Regions from separate parts of the Sus scrofa genome. Here regions 2 and 3 are each linked to region 1. The links are chromatin contacts, called in public targeted proximity ligation maps. All regions are on one chromosome and are shown on one strand. The core of a region is the stretch at or near the end of the contact, and the rest is flanking DNA. Distances in the headings are between cores, read along the strand shown.

The links.
Region 2: a contact with region 1 is called in a targeted proximity ligation map of alveolar macrophages.
Region 3: a contact with region 1 is called in a targeted proximity ligation map of alveolar macrophages. A contact is called at or near these places in 1 of 47 Hi-C or Micro-C datasets (embryonic fibroblasts) and 1 of 2 datasets of targeted methods (alveolar macrophages).

What each region holds. Positions count from the first base shown.
Region 1 is chr4:61,908,950-61,913,525 of Sscrofa11.1, forward strand. No RefSeq gene overlaps it. Among named protein-coding and RNA genes, the nearest start is that of LY96, 39 kb to the right of the region's middle.
Region 2 is chr4:62,098,650-62,103,225 of Sscrofa11.1, forward strand. No RefSeq gene overlaps it. Among named protein-coding and RNA genes, the nearest start is that of STAU2, 39 kb to the right of the region's middle.
Region 3 is chr4:62,074,709-62,079,284 of Sscrofa11.1, forward strand. The region is part of intron 4 of UBE2W (ubiquitin conjugating enzyme E2 W); the gene reads left to right. Among named protein-coding and RNA genes, the nearest start is that of UBE2W, 30 kb to the left of the region's middle.

The sequences.
Region 1 (4,576 bases), core at 1,527-4,026:
ACACCGCAGCTCATAACAACTCCCGGTCCTTAACCCACAGAGCCAGGGATCAAAGCTGCATCCTCATGGACACTATGTCAGGTTCTTAACCCACTGAGCCACAATGGGAATTCAGTAGTTTATACTTTTATAGTCTTATCTCTTAATATATGAAAAGTAAAACATTCGTGTCTAGTAGTGGGTGGTGTGGTCAGGTGATTATAGGCAAGTTGGCCATCATTCACAGCAAATCATGTGTGTTTGTTTTTCTTTTGGGGCCACCCCTGTGGCTTAGGAAGTTCCTGGGCTAAGGATCAAATCCGAATCAGAGCTGCAAACTACACAACAGCTGCAGCAATGCTGGATCCTTAACCCACTGCACCAGGCCAGGGATCGAACTGGTGCCTCCACAGAGACAAAAGAGATCATTAACCTTCTGTGCCACATCGGGAAGTCCCACAGCCAAGTCTTGATTAGACTTATTCAGTTATCAAGACTTATTCAGTTATCAATACAACGTCAGTCTTGACTGACTGCTGAAACTCAAGAATTATTTCCTTAAATAGCAATTTAAAATACCATCTCCAATGTGTGTGTTTTTTCCACACTATCAAGAAATTAAGGAGTTCCCCTTGTGGCTCAGTGGAAACGAACCTGACTAGCATCCATGAGGACACAGGCTTAATCCCTGGCCTCAATCAGTGGGTTAAGGATCCGGCGTTGCCATGAGCTGTGGTGTAGGTCACAGATATGGCCCAGACCCCATGTTGCTGTGACTGTGGTGCAGGCCCGCAGCCATAGCTCTGATTCGACCCCTAACCTGGGAACTTCCATATGCAGCACCTGAGGCAGGGAAGGAACGGGGAGGGGAAGGAGGAAGAAAGGAAGGAAAGAAAGAGGGGGGGAAGGACGGAAGGAAGGAAGGAATTATCAGAGAACAACCAGGTGTTCCACAAATTTAACTCAATTCTGACACTATCCACCTGGAGACAGTATCAGATTCTACAAGCTAATAGCCAAATATCGCCAGACTGCACCCACTCGAGAGGCCGGTCATGGGTCCAGCTTGCTTCTGACCAACTCACTATAAATCAGAAGTCCCCATAAGCTCCTCCTCCAGGTTTAATTTGCTAGAGAGGCGCACAGAAATCCGGGAACCAGTCTACTTACTAGATCACCGGTTTATTATGCAGGATAGTAAAAGACGTGGATGAACAGCCAGATGAAGAGAAGCATAAGGCGAGCTCCTCAGTGCAGAGCTTCTGGCCCCATGGAGTTTGGGTCACCAGGGTGCGGATGGGTTCTACTTCACCAACCTGGATGCTCTAGAAAGCCCTTCCTTTGGCATTTTTTATGGAGGCTTGATTACACAAGCATGATTGATCAAACCATTGGCCATTGGCCAGCCCAGAGATTCAACTTCTGCCCCCTCCACTCCCCAGAGGGGAGGGGGTGGGACTGAAAGTTCCCCCCCTCCAATCACATGGTTGATTCCCCTGGCAACCAACCCTCAACCTTAGGTCCTTCCTAAAGGAACCTCATTGACATAAGCTCAGGTGTGGTTAAAGGGGCTTGTTACCAATATTAAGATCTCTTTATTGCTCTTAACATTTAGGACATTCCAAGAGTTTCTGTGCCAGAAACAAGAGGAAAACCAAATAATAGATTTTGCATTATAAATCATATCACACCAAGCTTCCAGATTCTAAACAGAGAAAGTACCTTTTAACTCTTTGCTTCTCAACTCTTGTGGAAAGTTCAGGTTTGAGAATTAGCATTTAGGTAGAACTGTGTGAAAGCCCTAATTCAAGCATTAGAATTTACTCCTCATCAAGCAAATGCCTGAGATGCTGCCTAACTGGGATCTTATTGCTATGACTAAAAACTGCTGAGTTTTTGTTGTTGTGTGTTTGTTTGTTTGTTTGTTTGTTTTTAGGGCAGCATTCATGGTGTAGGGTATATGGAAGTTCCCAGGCTAGGGGTGGAATTGGAGCTGCAGCTTCTAGCCTATACCACAGCCACAGCAGGCCAGATCCAAGCCTCATCTGTGACCTACACAGCAGCTCACAGCAACGCCAGGTCCCTAACACACTGAGTGAGGCCAGGGATCGAACCTGCGTCCTCGTGGATACTAGTGGGATTCGTTACCGCTGACCTACAACAGGGAATTCCTAAAATCTGCTGTGTCAAGCTGTTAGTGTACATCAAAGGATATTGTTAGAATGAGTCATATCAAATCCCAAAGCAAGAAGTGAAATGTATGTAATCTCAAAAATCAAAAAATTTTAAACAGTGCAATAACTACTTTGCTTACCAGATTATCAAAATACAGCTTTTTAAATAGATAATGAATTAAGGCAACCACAAGTGGTTCAGTCTGGCTGGAGCGTCCACCATGAGACTGGAAATAGCAAGACGGAGCCAGAGATCCAATCTATTCATTTATGCATGAATATTCACTATATAATGAATACTTATTAAGGTCTTACTATATATCAGGCAAGGGGATAGATGAAGGGGATACAATGGTGAGCAAAAATAGATATGGTCCCTGCTCTTGTAGAGATTACCACTGTCTAGTGGGATGGATAGACATCAATCAAACGATGGCACTAATTAATGTGTCATTGGATCCTGGGTTGAGTGTTGTGCCAAAGAGACCACTAGGTGTCCCCATATCCATTCGCTCTGGCAGCCAAAGCAAAGGCTACTTTTCCCAGCTCCTTTACAGCTAGGTGTGGCCACCTCATGACCCAGTTCTCAGTGAGAAGCGAGCAAAAGTAATCATTGCAACTCCTGAGTCATGCACTTAAAAGGAGTGAGAATGCTTCCCCTTTTCTTCCCTTCCACCTGCTGGAATGGGGAATGGTGGTGAATCATCTTAGAGCAGGCTGGCCGGCAACATCCTAGAGATGTCAACACAACAAGAGAGAAGGATCCGGAGCTCCCGACATCACAGAGCCTCCAGACAAGTCCTGGGCTACTTAGGCACACACTTCATTGTGAGTAAAAAATAAACTTCTGTCATATTAAGATCACCAGTGTCTCTGCAGCTAATACGTGTTTTAAACAGAAGAGTGTTCTCCGAGGAGACACAGGAGAGGGTCATGACTTATGCAGGGAGGGAGGAGGGCTCAGTTGAAGAATTGAGGTGAGAGCTTGCATTGAGGCATGGGCGAATTTAACCAGGCTGGAGAATGGGGCGGAGTGAGTAGGAGTGGCCTAGGGAGGCTAAAAAAACTGAAAGAAGACTACTGTAGCTGTTGAGCCTAGAAGAATATATAAAAATAATGATGGGGAGTTCCCGCCATGGTGCTATGGGTTAAGAACCTGACTATAGCAGCTCAGTTGCCAAAGAGGAAGTAGTTTAATCCTTGGCCAGGTGCAGTGGGTTAACAGATCTGGCATTGCCGCAGCTGCGATGTAGACTGCACCTGTGACTTGGATTCAATCCCTGGCCCAGGGTTGGGATTGAATTTTATGGCCGCAAATACAGCCATAAAATTAAAAAAAAAAAAAAAAAAAAAAAAAAAAGAATGATGGAAGTTGACACTGGATTTCAAGGGTATGAAAGCTGTATCAGAGATGTGGATCTTTAGCCTAAGAATATCAGGAAGCCATTAAAATGTTCTAAGCAGGAGCATAAAATGGTCAGATTTGTATTTCAAACATACTGCTTCAATTGGGATTAGGGTTAGGCTTGGTGTTTGGATTATATTGAATAGTCGAGAAAGAAACTGAACCCTGAGCTGGACCCTCTGGGATCCTCCTAGGAGCAAGCCTTTCCGTGTCCTCTGTTCCTTGTGTGTAGGAAATAGGCTTCCTTCAGGCTCCTTGACCTTCCCTGAGTTCCAAAGAGCAGATTCAAAGAGTTGCTAATCAGGGAAGGGAGGGGAGGCAGAGACCAGGGAGGAGCACTCAAGAGACAGGAGTGCAGGAATTCCCTGGTGGCCTGGTGGTTAGGGATCCAGCATTGTCACTGCTGTGGCTCAGGTCACTGCCATGGCAAGGATTCCATCCCTGGCTGGAGAATTTCCAGTAGTGCAGCCTTGGGGCAGGGTCCCAGTTCCTCCTCAAGGAATATACATAACAATACCTTTGAGTTCTTCTGCAGGAACTGAAGCTCCCACCCAGGTGGAGGATGGCAACTCTAGAACAAGATTCCTGGAGCACCGCCCTGTTACCTTAGCACCAACCAATCAGAAGGAAGCCACACATCAGGCAGCCCTCACCCCAAATTTTCCCTATAAATACCTTCCCCACAGCCATCAGGGAGTTCAGGGGTTTTGAGCACAAGCCACCCACTCTCCTTGCTTGGCCTCGCAATGACCCTTTCTCTGCCCCAAACTTCAACACATCTGATTGTTTGGCCTCCCTGTGCATGAGGTTCATGGACCTGTGTTTGGTAACAGAATGGTGGTAATTTTGCCTATGTTGTAGCCCCAGTGAGCGTTTCTTTAGAAAAGGAACTATCCAGTGAAGAAAGTAGAAAACAGTAACTATCCAATGAAGAAACTAGAAAACAGTAACTACACTTCTTTCTCTTCTTTTTTTTTTTTTTTCTTTTTGAGGCAAGCACTGTTATTTTTTTCCATTT
Region 2 (4,576 bases), core at 827-3,326, 190 kb after region 1:
TTTTCTAGGGCCGCTTCCCGTGGCATATGGAGGTTCCCAGGCTAGGGGTCTAATCGGAGCTGTAGCCGCTGGCCTACACCACAGCCACAGCAACGCGGGATCGGAGCTGTATCTGTGAACTACACCACAGCTCATGGCAATGCCGGATCGTTAACCCACTGAGCAAGGCCAGGGATCGAACCTGCAACCTCATGGCTCCTAGTCGGATTCGTTAACCACTGCGCCATGACAGGAACTCCTATATTTTTCTATTACACATCACTCAGGTCATATTTCTGCATAAATTTGTCAAAGGAGCTGACAGTTATTCTTTTAAAACATTTTTTATTGAAGTATAGTTGATTTACAGTGTTTGTCAATTTCAGCTGTACAGCATAATGACCCAGTCATACATATATATATATACATTCTTTTTCTCATATTATCTTCCATCATGTTCTATTGCAAGCGATTGGGTATAGTTCCCTGTGCTGTACAGCAGGACCTCATTGCTTATCCGTTCTAAATGTAATAGTTTGAGACACCAGTTATTCTGATGCATCTTATTCTTGGTGAGTGTATGCTGGTTCCAAATGCTCATTCCTTTGGTTTATATTTGAAGAGTTGAATTTTACATATTGTTTTGCAATTTATTTATTTATTTGTTTATTTCAGGCCTGCACCCGTGGCATATGGAAGTTCCAAGGCTAGGGGTTGAATTGGAGCTATAGCTGCCAGCCACAGCCACAGCCATGGCAATGCCAGATCCCAGCCACATCTGCAACCTATACTACAGCTCACAGCAACTCTGGATCCTTAACCCCTGAGTGAGACCAGGGATGGAATCCGCATTTTCATGGATACTGGTCGGGTTCATAACCCTCTGAGCCACAATGGGATCTCCCAGAACTATCCTTTTTTAAAATTCAATTTTTGCAATGTTACTAAGATATGATTGCCATACCACCATATAAATTTACAGTGTACAAATGTAATGACTTTATGTGCTTACATATATTGTGAAATTATTATCTTAGTAGAGTTAGTTAATACTTCCATCACTTCACATAGTTACCATTTCTTTTTATTTCTTTTTTTTTTTTCAGGACCACCTGCTGCATATGGAAGTTCCCAGGCTAGGGATCAAATTGGAGCTTCAGCCGAGGCCTACACCACAGCCACGGCAACACGTGATCTGAGCCACATCTCCATCTATGCTGCAGCTTACAGCAGCACCAGATCCTTAACCCACTGAGTGAGGCCGGGATTCGAACCCACACCCTTGTGTATACTAGTCAGGTTCTTAACCTGCTAAGCCACAACGGGAACTCCACCATTTCTTTTTTGTGATGAGAACACTTAAGATCTCTCTTAGCAACTTTCTAGGATATATGTTGTACTAACATGCCTTACATTAGACTCCCAGAATTTATTCATTGTATTGGAAATTTGTACCCCTTGATCACCATCTCCCCATTTTCCTACCTCCAGCCCCTGGCAACCACTATTCTACTCCCTGTTTTCATGAGTGCAGCTTTTTTTAGATTCCACATGTGAGTAATCGTATCATATGGTATTTGTCTTTCTCTGCTGACTTATTTTATTTAGCATAATGCTCTCAAGGTCCATCCCTGTTGAAGCAAATGGCAAGATGTCCTTTTTTGTTATGGCCGAAAAATATTTCATTATATATATATATCACAATGTTATTCATTCATCTCCTGAGGGACTTTCAGGTTATTTGCACATCTTGGTGAATTGAGTAATGCTACAGTGAACATGGAAGTGCAGATATTGCCTCAATATCCTAATTTCATTTCCTTGGGATACTCAAAAGTGGGGTTGTGGGATCATATGATAGTTCTATTTTTAATTTTTTGAGGAACCATCATTCTGTGCTCCACAGTACCAGTTTATATTTCCACCAACAGTGCACAAGCGTTGCCTTGTCTCTTGCCACCAACACTCATCTCTTGCCTTATTGTTTTTTTGTTTTGTGAGTGAGGTGGAGGTTGACCACGCCCAAGGTGTGGGATAGTTCTCAGGTCAGGGGTCGAACCCACGCCGCAGCAGTGATGCAAGCTGCTGCAATGATGATGACAGATCCTTAACTTGCTGTGCCACAAGAGAATGCTGACTTTTTCGTAATAATCATTCTAACAGTACAAAGTGATTTCTCATTGTGTTTTTTGCTTTGCATTTCCCTGATTATTAGGGATGTGAAGCATTTTTTCATGTACCTGTTGGCCCTTTGTATGCCTTCTTTGGAAAAATATTTATTTAGTTCCTCAATCTTAGTATTTATTGTCTTTGATGTTATTGTGAAAAGAACTGCTTTATTTCCTCAGATTTTTAAAAAATTGTAGGGCCACACCCTCAACATACAAAGGTTCCCAGGCCAAGAATTGGAATTTTTTAAAAATTATTTATTTATTTATTTATTTTCTTTAGTCTTTTGAGGGCCGCACCCAAGGCATGTGGAGTTTCCCAGGTTAGGGGTCTAATGGGAGCTGCAGCTGCCAGCCTACACCACAGCTCATGGCAACACCAGATCCTTCACCCACTGAGCAAGGCCAAGGATCGAACCTACAACCTCATGGTTCCTAGTCGGATTCATTTCCAGTGCACCACGATGGGAACTCCCAAGGATTGGTATTGAATCTGAGCCACAGCTGCAACCTCTGCTGCTGCTGCTACTGCTGCTGCCACAACATACATCTTTTAATCCACTGCACCGGGCTAGGGATTGAACCCGCACCTCTGCAGCAACCCAAGCCCCTGGAGTCAGATTCTTAACTCACAGCAGGAGGAACACCCTTTTTCATGTATTTTTAAAGTGTTGAGTTTGGATCCTGTAATTTTATTAAATGTATTGATTATTGCTAACAGGTTCTTTGTGTGTGTGGAGACTTTATAAGATTTTCTATTTATAAGACCATATCATCTTCAAACAAAAATGATTTTACCTCTTTTTTTGCAGTTTAGATGCCCTTTATTTCTTTTTCTTACCTGGTTGCTCTTTAGGACTTCCGGTTCTATATGGAATAGGAGTGGTGAGAGGGGCACACTCGTCTTGTTCCTGATCATAGAGGAAAGCCTTTCAAGCTTTTACCACAGAATGTAATTTTAACTGGTAGGCCTGTCATATAGAGCCTTTATTATGTTGAGGTACATTCCTTTCACCCCTCCATATGATAGTTTTTATCATGAAAGGATGTTGTATTTTGTCAAATGCTTTTTCTATATCTATTGAGGTGATCATATGATTTTTTTCTTCCCTTATGTTAACATGGTGTATTGCATTTATTCATTTACATACATTGAACCATCCTTGCATTCCAGGGAGGAATACTCCTTGATCATGGTGTGTGGTCCTTTTCATGTGCTGTTGAACTCAGTTTACTATATTTTCTCGAGAACTTTTATATCTGTATATTCATTAGTGATGTTGACCTAAAGCTTTATTTCTTGCAGTGTCCTGTTTTGGTGTCAGGGTGGTACGAGCCTTGTAAAATGAGTTTGGGCATGTTCCTGCTTCACTTTTTTGAAAGATTTTGAGAGGATCAGCATTATTTCTTTAATATTATTATTATTCTGCTTTTTAGGGTCCCACCTTCAGCATATGAAGGTTCCCAGGCTAGGGGTTGAGTCCAATCAAAATGGTTGTGACCTACGCCGCAGCCACAGAACACTGGATCCGAGCCTTGCCTTGGACCTACACCACAGCTCACAGCAACATCGGATCCTTAACCCACTAGTGAGGCCAGGGATTGAACCTCCATCCTCAGAGAGATGGCCTTGGGTTCTTGACCCACTGAGCCACAATGGGAACCCCTTGTTCTTGTTCTTTCTTATTCTATCTTTGTAAAAAAATTCTCATTTTGTTCATCTATTTTGTTGAATTGTCTTTCTGTGTTTTCTCATAGCTCATTTAGCTCCTTTAAAACAGTTATTTTGAATTATCTGTCTAATAAATCACAGCTCTCCATGTCTCTGGCCTACATAAGTGGAAGATTACTGTGATCCTTGCTGGCGTGGTGTTTCCTTGGTTTTTCGTGTTTCTTGGTTTGCATTGCTGTCTTGGTATTTGAAGTAGCAATCACTTCCTCCAGTTTTTACTGTCTTTGGTAGAGAAGATACCCTCCATCATCCTTGCCCAGACTCTGAGACTTTCTCAGATCTTCCACAGATATACTTGCTCCAAGCCTCTAGCTCCCAATGATGGCAGAATTCTTAAGCTTGTGTGCCTTCTCTTAATCCTGCAGCACATCATGCCAAGGGCAGACAGCCTCTCTTTTGTTTCCCCAAAGTTGCAGCTCAAGTTCCAGTTTGTGATCTTTTCCAGGCTTGCAAATTCTGGTGTTTTCTACCTATGCTCACGAGCCGTTTTCCAAAGTTCGCTCTTACCACCACCACTGAGAGTATATGAACAGGGGGCCAGCCATGGTCAGGGCCAGGACAGGATGGGCTGTGGGTGAGGTATGTGGCGTGCTAGAGGTGCCCATGGGCCAGTTGCGAGGAATCTACTTGTGAGGCATTCTCAGCAGCTCATGGGCGGGCCTTTTTTGTTTGTTTGGTTTTGGGGTTTTTTTGTTTT
Region 3 (4,576 bases), core at 1,288-3,787, 170 kb after region 1:
GAAAAATAAGTATTTCAGATAATGGGTAATGAGAAGTACAGATGACCTAGAAGAAGAAATGACAAAACTTTCGAGAGCTGTGACAAAAATACAGATGCTCTTATGAGAAACCATGAAATTGTTTTTAAAATATTTTAAGGTATCATAAAATTGTATATCCTTTACAAATTATAGGTTTAATGTAATTTAGTAAAAATTTAGTAGAATGATAGAGTGGGTGCCTGGTAGATTTGGAAAAAAGATGAGAAGAACAGTTTGAATTTCGAATTAAAGGATAATGAAGGAAAAGTCTACCAAACACCAAAAGGTACTAATGCAAGAATGGTCACTGAAATACAGTTACTTCTCTCTAGGCCTTTTTGTATAAGATCTGAATATATGATAAATAAGGTGTCACTGTGAGAAGAAGGAAAATTATTAAGTAATACTATTAAAAAATTGGCAGCCTACAACCATTATGGGAAACAGTATGGAAATTTCTCAGAAGACCAAAAATAAAACTGCATATGATCTAGCAATCCCACCCCTTGGTATATATCCAGACAAAACTATAATTGAAAAAGATAAATTCACCCCTGTGTTCATAGCAGCACTATTCATAATAGCCAAGACATGGAAACAACCTACATTGTCCATCAACAGATGAATGGATTAAGAAGATGTGGTACATGTATGCAGTAAATACTACTCAGCCATAAAAAACCAAAACAAAACAGAAATAATGCCATTTACAGCAATATGGATGGACCTAGAGATTATCATACTGAGTGAAATAAGTCAGAGAAAGACAAATACCATATGATGTCACTTTTTTGTTGTTGTTGTTGTTGCTTTTTAAGGCTGCACCCACGGCACACGGAAGTTCCCAGGCTAGGGGTCAAATCAGAGCTACAGCTGCCGGTCTGTGCCACAGCCACAGCAACGCTGAATCTGAGCCACGTCTGTGATCTACACCACAGCTCATGGCAACACTGGATCCTTAACCCACTGAACGAGGCCAGGGACTGAACCTGTAACCTCATGGTTCCTAGTCGGATTAGTTTCTGCTGTGCCACGACGGGAACTCTCTGATATCACTTATATGTTGTATCTAAAATATGGCACAAATGAACCCACCTATGAAACAGAAATAGACTCACAGACATAGAGAAGAGACTTGTGGCTGCCAAGGGGGAGGGGGAGAGAGTGGGATGGACTGGGAGTTTGGGGTTAGTAGGTGCAAACTATTATGTTTAGGATGGATAAACAATAAGTCCTACTGTATAGCACAGGGAACTATAGCCAATCTCCTGGGATAGACCATGAGGGAAAATAATATAAAAGAATTTTTTTTTTTTTTTTTAAGAAGTAAATGTGAGAATTCAGAAAAAGATAAAGGAAAAAGAGGAGTTCCCGTTGTGGCGCAGCGGAAACGAATCCAACTAGGAACCGTGAGGTTTCGCGTTCGATCCCTGTGGGTTAAGGATCTGGTGTTGTCATGAGCTGTGGTGTAGGTTGCATATGTGGCTCAGATCTTGCGTGGCTGTGGCGTAGGCTGGCAGCTGCAGCTCCAATTAAACCCCTAGCCTGGGAACCTCCATATGCCATGGATGTGGCCTTCAAAAAGACAAAAAAAGAAAATTGGCAACCATTTTGAGAAAGAAAAATTTACCTTTTTCCTTCATGTGGAAAATACTTTCTTTGGATTGAATTAAGCATTTCAAAAAATCTACAGAAAAAGAATTTTTTAAAAGTTGGGTATTGGTAGTTCCCACTGTGGCACAGTGGGTTAAGGATCCAGCATTGTCTCTTTGACAGCATGGGTTCAATCCTTGGCTTTGTGCAAAGGATTAAGGATCCGGCATTGCTACAGCTGTGGCATAGCTTGCAGCTGCAGCTCTGATTTGATCCCTGGCACCGGGAACGTCCATATGCTGCAGGTGCGGCCAGAAAAGAAAAAAAAAAGTTGGGTATCAACTCTGGAGGAAGCATTTCTGAACTTAAAAAGAATCACAGATTAAACATTTAGTTATATGAGGATTTAAACCTTTGGTAAAAGCATGGAAGAACCTCAAAACACGGTCAATATAAAGTTTAAAAAGAAAAGTTGAAAAACATAACTTATTGAAAATAAAGGCCATTTCTAATAATTGCTTAAGAATGAATTAATTACAAGCATGGGCAAAAAAGTTCACGGTAAAATAATTACAAATTTAATATTCGGAAACTATATTGAATTGACAAGAGTTTTATGAAATGAGTGCAGTGCTGGAGGAGGAGAGTAAAGGGTAGAATACAACTGTTTTCATATTTGCTGGTACTGCAGTGTCGTCCTTTAAGGAAGCAGCAGTTCAGCAATAGTTAACAAGCTTAAAGTTCAACATCAAACCTCTTGTCTTAGTTGCTAAACATCTGAGAATCTATCCTAAGAAAATCATCTGTGATACAAAAAATGTTTTATGCCTGAACTATTCCGTGAACCATTAATTATGACATCCTCTCCATTCCTCGTCCTCTGTTGTTTCCACTTGTGCCATTTGCCTGGAATTAGTCCTTCCACTCTTCTTGGAAGCTCTCCTCACCAACGCCTCGTTGATTGCTTCCTCTTTTAAGGCATCTAATGTAAACGTTGTTATTGTGCCAGAATGCTGGTTTTACTTTTTAAGATATCCCCAAATAATTCTGAGGCAGCCGGTCACTTGATAACTCTTGTTTCATGGATTCTTAGATCCTTTTATAAGGACAAGTTTCCAGTGGGATTTCTTTCTGGATGCTGAAGGTCCACTAAAACTAAAGAAGACCCCACATTAATTAAATGGCCCTTCAGTTTACACTGCTGACTTCTCCTCCTTTTCTCGCCTCTTGACTTTTGCTTCCTTAAAGGAGGACACTGTTACCACCAGCAAATACAAAAACACTGCTTTATTCTACCCTTTACTCTCCTCCTCCAGCACTGCAGACACTTAAGCTGTCTGTTCCCTCTGTGTCTTTACAAAGAACCTTTTCAAAAATAAAAAATCATTTCTTGGAGTTCCCATCATGGTTCAGTGGAAACAAATCTGGCTAGTATCCATGAGGACACAGGTTCAATCCCTGGCCTCGCTCAGCGGGTTAAGGATCCAGCATTGCCGTGAGCTGTGGTGTAGGTTGCAGATGCGGCTCAGACCTGGTGTTGCTGTGGTGTAGGCCAGCGGCTATAGCACTGATTCGACTTCTAGTCTGGGAACCTCTGTATATGCCATGGATGAAGCCTAAAAAGCCAAAAAGCCAAAAAAAAAAAAAAAAAAAAACCCAAACCAACCCCAAAATCATTTCTTGACTGTCACAGTCCCCTTTACCTTATCAAGTTCTCAAATTCATCAAAAATTAAGGTTAGTCAGTAAGAAATGTTGACAAACACAATTAAATCAAACATGCTTTAAAATGTCAAAATTCTCAAGACAGTGGTTCATTCTCTTTCAGACCCAACTTCGCTAATAATAAATTCCCCCACTGTCTTGCCCACAGTGCTTTAAAACCACTTTAAGGTTATTGTTAAACTTGGGAAGAAATTGTCTTGGAGTGATGGAATTTTCAAAATACGTGTATTTTGAAAGTACAGTCTTCTCTGCCACTCTGTCCCACCCCATTGTTAGTATCTGTTTTTTTCCCTTCCATATTCCCTAGTAGGGAAATTTTAAAAAGATAATCATGTTTTAAGCCCTCTGATGCTGCCTTGTATTGTTTAAAAAAACTAATGAGAAGTCCTTTACTTAAGAATACTTCCAGAATTCCTAATTACCTGCTTTTGAATGAGAATGAGGAAAAGTTGCATAGTAAAACTAGAAATATATAAAAATTCTTTAGAATAGAGTAGATAGACGTCATTTTTCATAGTTAATAATTTTTAAAGTTTGAGTTTGGGTCATCTCCAAGCTAGCCAAGAAGTAGTAAGAAAAGAGGCTTTTCAAATTAAATTAATCTGGGAGTTCCCATTGTGGCACAGCAGAAACGAATCTGACTAGGAACCATGAGGTTGCAGGTTCGATCCCTGGCCTCAATCAGTGGGTTAAGGATCCAGCGTTGCCATGAACTGTGGTGTAGGTCACAGATGTGGCTCGGATCTGGCATTTCTGTGGCTGTGGTGTAGGCTGGCAGCTGTAGCTCCAGTTAGACCCCTAGCCTGGGAACCTCCATATGCCATAGGTACACCCTAAAAAGACAAAAAAAAAAAATTATATTAACCTTTTAATGTAAAGTAGTACAGGGTTTGCATAGGAATTCCATGTCCAATAAACAGATTAAAAGTACCCCTCCATACAAATTAGCCATTTTTACAAGGCACCTGATTCTAATTCAACTAAATCATGTCTATCCTTGCTTAGTGTCCTGTCCCAGGTATAAAACATCCTCAGTTCATTGATTTACAGTGATCGTTCTTAATATGTTTTCTGCTCCTGCTTGAACCGTGCGTGCCTGAATCATTCCTTTCCCACACTCTCCCTTAAATGGACAATTTTGCTCCATGAGTAAGCGTCCTACGAAATCAAGGAAGGGTAACATTAAACTTTGAGATGATTGAACACCTGCTCTGTCATCCGGGTGGCTGGGTACAGGG